2 separate regions of the Mus musculus genome follow, and region 1 is linked to region 2. Evidence: chromatin contacts called from public Hi-C data. All regions are on one chromosome and are shown on one strand. The core of a region is the stretch at or near the end of the contact, and the rest is flanking DNA. Distances in the headings are between cores, read along the strand shown. Region 1 has its middle 16 kb from the start of Saysd1. Region 2 overlaps Gng2 (guanine nucleotide binding protein (G protein), gamma 2).

Region 1 (2,792 bases), core at 2-2,501, 150 kb before region 2:
GAGATTGCCGTGAGTCTCAGACGAGGCTTTGGACTTTGGACTTGCAGACAGTGTTGAGACCTTCCTAGACTATGGAGACTTGTTGGACTGAACGCACATTTGCACTATGATGTGGCTACAAGCCTGTAGGGGCCAGGGAGTGGAATGTGGTGGTTTGAATGCCTCCCATAGACACATAGATGTGAATGCTTGGTCTCCAGGGGGTGGCGCTATTGTGAGGTGGGTCTTGCTGGGGGAAGTATGTCACTGGGGGTGGGTTTTGAGGTTTTCAAATGCTTAAGCCAGCCCAGTAACTCTCTCTTCCTGTTGCTGGCAGATCTAGATGTAGAACTTTTCAAATCCAGCACCATGTCTATGTGCAGGCTGCCATGTTTCCCACCATGATGATAATGGATTGAACCTCTGAACTGTAAACAAACCCTGTGGGGCGGTGGGCTGTGCACAGACAGCCTGGTCTCAAGTTGAGCAAAGGTCTGGAACCCCGGCGACCCTATGGGTGGTGACTTTTATCTGCATGGGATGGCATGTGTTCGGCCACGCCTCCTGGGTCCTTGACTCCTGTCTTGTAGCTTCAGCCTCCCCCCACCCCACCCCCACCCCCGCAGAGAGAGGTACGTGGCCATCACAGGAATAGCACCAAGCCCTCCCACAAGCAAATAAGGTTTCCCCAAAGCTCTCAGACCAAACCAATGAGAAATACCTGCTGTCAGACCCTTACCCATCTCAAAACTGTATATAAGAATCCTATACAGAAGGATTAGGGGTGGGAGAACTACTCTGTCGTCCAAGACTTTTGTCCTAAGAGCTGTAACACTTGAGATCTACTCTCCTGAAGCGCCGCCTGAGGCCCTGCCGCACTCCTCACTGGCTAGTCGGCTTCTCATCAGCCCAGCCTGACCCGACTCAGTGCAGGGTAGCATGGAATTACTGCATGGCGGAGACGGAGGCCCGGAAGCGGGGAAGCAATTACCCCTCCCTGACCGCATTCGCTTCCTCGCACCAGGCCTGGCCAGAGATTTCCACAGAAATCTCTGGTACTCAGGCCCACAAAACCCCAGAAGAAATGCTTTCCTTTATAAGAGTTGCCACGATCATGGCAGCTCCTCACAGCAGTAGAACACTACGACAGCTGTGTTTCTGTGTGAGAGAGAAAATGTGCTGTGGTGAGGGCGACCCACCTTTATCTCATCAGCTTTAAGAGTGGACAAAGCAGCAGAAGATGCTGCTCAGAGGCACTAAATTCTTATGTCCACAAGGTGGCACCCCATACCTGGTATGCACATTTTCACTTCCTAAGGCCAAATATATGAAGACCTTTTGCCAGAAGAGGTCGCAGAAACACCTCCCTTCCTTTCCCTACCTGTTGAGTGGGAACTGCCTTTATACGCTGTGTTAAGAATGGAGGAAGGTGATATTTCAAGCCCTCTCACTACTGTGAATTAGAAGATGGAATGGGGCCCTAGCATATCAGTGTTATACTGAAGGCTTTAGTTAGGGCACAGGGTTAGAAAAAGAAGAGGTAAATCATTTTTATCTGCAGATGGTATGATAGCATGTATTTTTATGTTTTAACTTTTTATTGCAGTGTGTGTACACATGCATGCTTGCGTGCACATGTGCATTGATGCAAACACATGCAAATGCCATTCTGTCTTCTCAAAATGTGCTGTCACCTGCGCACAGAAATCTGTACTTTCCCGCAGTGTCCCTGGTGGTTCTGGCCTCGAGTGTGCACTTATCCATTCTGTCTCTACATGGCTGCTTCAAGTTGACAGTGTTACAGGTAACATGGGGCTTGGCACTTTATTTTTGTGTCTAATTACAAATTCTATTTTTATATCAAAGAAAGCATTTCGTCAAGCTTATGGTTTCTGAGGGATACAGTTCACAGTGTCAGAGTAAAGGCCTGGCATGAGGAAAGGCACAATGATCACTGTGATCAGCAAGTAGATCACTTATATGCAGCCTCAACCTTAACCATAACTCTAACCCTGTGTCTAACCCAATTCTAATCGTAGCTATAACTGAATCTAGACTATCCCTATCCCTAATGCTAATCCTAAAACTAACACTAATGCTAATCCTACACCCAAACCTACCCTATACCTAATATAACCAATAGTCTAAACCCAAGCCTAAGCCTAAACTTAGGTCTAACCCTAACCTGAACCTAGATTAGTCCTATTCCAATGCTAAACCTAGACCTAATCTTAAATGTAGTCTATTCCATAACTATAGGCCTATCCTTTCTCCATCTTTAAGTCTACTTAGCCTTAACATTGGCACAAATGCCAGATATAACCCTAACCTGAAAGTAACCCTAACCTAACACCATTCTTAAACAATACATATTCTTCTCTTCATATAAGTGCTAACTATAAAATTAACACAGAACAAGACCAAATAGCAAACCATAGAAACCTGATACAAACAACCCTAGAAATACCCATAAAACTATTGCAACCAAAGCTGTAACACTAGCAATATCTATAATGATACCTGACCCTAAATTTAAACATATCACTACATTTATCAATACTAAAATCCTTAGCTTTATTTATGAGCATAACCAAAGAACTCTATCCATAGGTCTCACCCAAACAATATCTAACTCTAAACTTGTTCCAAGGCTTGAGAAAAATGCTAACACCAATCCTAAATCTAAATCTTGCAACGAAATGATGGTTTAAGGTTTAAACATTAAACCAAACTTTCCAAGGTCTGGCTCATCTTGAACATGAACTCAAAGAATAAACTTAAATAATACAAACCCTAGACTTAACTTTAACCCT
Region 2 (2,728 bases), core at 137-2,636:
TCTTCTCACTATGTCTGAGTCCATTTCCTAAACAATGAGGTTGGGTCACATTAATGCTCACCATATACTAGAGAGAGCCACTGAGTTAACTTAGTATTTAGAATAGTGCCTGCAAGACTATGATCACATCCCCCAAAAGCATGCCACTTCTTCTAAGGACCAGACTACTGTGAAGCAAAACTGCAGACCCACAAATACACAGACAGAAGACGGTGTAAGGGTGAAGAGTGTGCCAGTCTGGGACCCTAGTACAGCCCTCTGGTTTAGGCATCGAAGCATTCCCTCCAGTGATGCCTGTCTCCCGTGGAGACTGTTTCAGTAACCCAATTCGGCTTCAAGCTAGCCAGCATTGAGTTCTCGTGGCTTCATGATGTGCCCATCACTAAGGACTTGTCATTTTCCCCATGTTTTCTTTAGCATCTTCAGGATAAACATCATAATTTCACCTTTTATATAACACTTGGATATAATGATAAGTTATGTTAAGTGCTAAGTTGATAAAGAATAAGCTAACTCTGAGAGTATATAGTCCAGTTAGTGGAGTGCTTGCTCAGCATACATAAAGGCCTGGGTTCCGTCCCCAGCATCACATCAACTGGGTGTGGTAGTGCATGTCTGTAATCCCAGCCTTGAGAGGTACATGCAGGAAGATCAGGAGTTCAAAGCCAGCTTCATCTACATACGGATCCAAGGCCAGCCTAGATGACAGAAGATCCTGTTTCAAAGTAAATAGAAAAATAGCTCTCTGTGTCTGAGGTTAGCCTCTCCTGCCTTCTGCAAAATGGTTTTGGACTGTCTAATACAGTTTTGGGAGGCTCTGCCTCTGTGCTATCTCTGACCTCCACACTCTGTGCACACGTACAAACTGGCAGGTGTGTACCCAACCATGCACACAGGTGGAAACAAACAACCCAAGAACTGTTTTTTTGTGGTACCAAGCTAAAATAATTTGCTTGTAAATCTTTGGTTAGTTGAGACAGTCTCACTGTGTAGCCCAGGTTCGCTTTCAGGTCTTTATCCTCCTGCCTTGGCCCCCCACGTGCTGGGATCATAGCTGTGAGTCACCATGTCTATTCTGAATCGGTCTCTGAGCCCTGTCTCCACTTCCTAGCAACAACTGGACACCATCACCCTCACCTTGGAAAACGGGCTCAACTCCCTGACGAGGACCATCCTATGAGGGCCACCACTAGACCTCCACATCACCAGTTTTGCACGTTCTCCCACAGAGTCCTTCCTGCGTTTGGCATCCCCGCCCTCTCCAAAGACTTGGGAAAGAGCTCAGCTTTTCTAGAGTGCAAAACAAAAAGGCCTTTATGTGAGAGTCTGCTGAAGAAATAACGACCTCCTGTGCACAAAGACCCCTTTCACTCCGCCCAAGCCGACAATTCCTTAGCAGTGGGGAGGGTGGGTTAGTGATCCAGAGAGAGATGGCAGCCGCTTTGCAAGGCTGTGGTGCAGAGTGAGGGCCGGGCCGCCCTGCGGACACTTGGAACAGGATTTGCCCAGAGTAGCTGCTAGAGCTCCTATTAAAACAGGAAGATAGCATCTGTGAGCTGGGCAGTCTGGCAAACGCCTTTCTTTATAGTTTCCCACATGTGGAGGAGGAATGCATACAGGGGGTGGATCAGTGATGGGGGGGTTGGGGGTGGGAGTGGTGGTGGTGGGGTTCAGTCTATTTTTCATAATACTCTTATTTTAAAATACCACCTTGAGCAGAGGAAATGTCAGCGGATAGGAAATGCTGTCCTCTGTGTGAGGCTTCCTTCTGTTGTAGATTAGCAGAGCACCGGCATCTACAGCCAGGGGGACTGCAGTGAGGGGCTGTCACCAGCATCACTGTAAATCTCAGAATGACAGTGAACAACCCAGCTTCCAGGAAACGTGAGGTATGGATCTGCACTGTGGCAGCACGCGGCAGAGACACGCAGCTCTGTTGGAAGCCAAGGGGCAGATTACTTTGTTTGGCTATGCCGTGCATATGCAGGTCTGGAGGTACACACATTTTTATGCCATGCATATGCAAGTCTGGAGGTACACACATTTTTATTTTCCTAGTCTCTCTGCGTATTTGATTTCAATTTCAATGGAAAGACATTTGCTTGGCAAACTTTCAATGGATTCTGTTCCATATTACCACCCTCTTCGGATGGGAGAATGGTACAAGTTTCATTCACTGTGCTTAACTTTTTTATTAATAAGGCATGAGCTGATAAGCAAGATGCTCTTGCATTTAGGGCAAAATAGAGAAGTTGCCTGAGACAGGATGGGCTCACAGACCCAAATTGTGGCTCACCTCAGTCTAAGACAGTTAGTTAAAAAAAAAAAATCATAAAGATTCTCTCTGTTTAGAAAGACCTACATCCAGTTCCTACCCCCATCCCACCTTCATCATGTAATTATAAATCCATTAACCTTTTTAAATGCAAGTGTCTCTCTGTAAGTGTAACATATTGGCTTTTCACATTTTAGTATGAATTACTTTTAGCAAGCATTATTCTTTTTTGATTGGCTTTAAGGACCTCATCAGAAACCTTTATTTCCTAACCAAGGGTCTACTTGACAGCTTTGTCTACTGTTAAAATGAACTTGTGAACTTATTGGAACTCCAGTTTCTAATTAGAAAATAAGAGTGACTGCACCTGCCTACATATCTTAGCATGGCTAGGATGTCAAAGTGGTGTACCACAGATGGAGGGCCTCCGTGAAATTATGAAGTTCCCGCTCA

Evidence for each region. A called contact is a pair of places that touch in the nucleus more often than the background predicts.
Region 1: a Hi-C map of cortical neurons shows a contact between it and region 2, with 4 times the contacts expected there. The contact joins two enhancer-like sites. A contact is called at or near these places in 3 of 15 datasets of contacts at CTCF or cohesin (embryonic stem cells, large pre-B cells and stem cell-derived epiblast-like cells), 47 of 484 Hi-C or Micro-C datasets (B cells, the BV-2 cell line, CD4 T cells and 19 more), 9 of 115 datasets of contacts at active chromatin or transcription factors (SST interneurons, bone marrow-derived dendritic cells, differentiating embryonic stem cells and 3 more) and 1 of 9 other capture datasets (embryonic stem cells).

The regions. Positions count from the first base shown.
Region 1 is chr14:20,065,995-20,068,786 of GRCm38.p6, reverse strand. No RefSeq gene overlaps it. Among named protein-coding and RNA genes, the nearest start is that of Saysd1, 16 kb to the left of the region's middle. Within about 2 kb of position 1,251, at least 28 of the 459 cell types and tissues checked have an H3K27ac peak or open chromatin away from gene starts, as enhancers often do. A contact at or near this core is called in cortical neurons and neural stem cells, where this site is marked.
Region 2 is chr14:19,919,104-19,921,831 of GRCm38.p6, reverse strand. All of the region lies in intron 2 of Gng2 (guanine nucleotide binding protein (G protein), gamma 2), which reads left to right. Among named protein-coding and RNA genes, the nearest start is that of Gng2, 57 kb to the left of the region's middle. Within about 2 kb of position 1,386, at least 65 of the 459 cell types and tissues checked have an H3K27ac peak or open chromatin away from gene starts, as enhancers often do. A contact at or near this core is called in cortical neurons and neural stem cells, where this site is marked.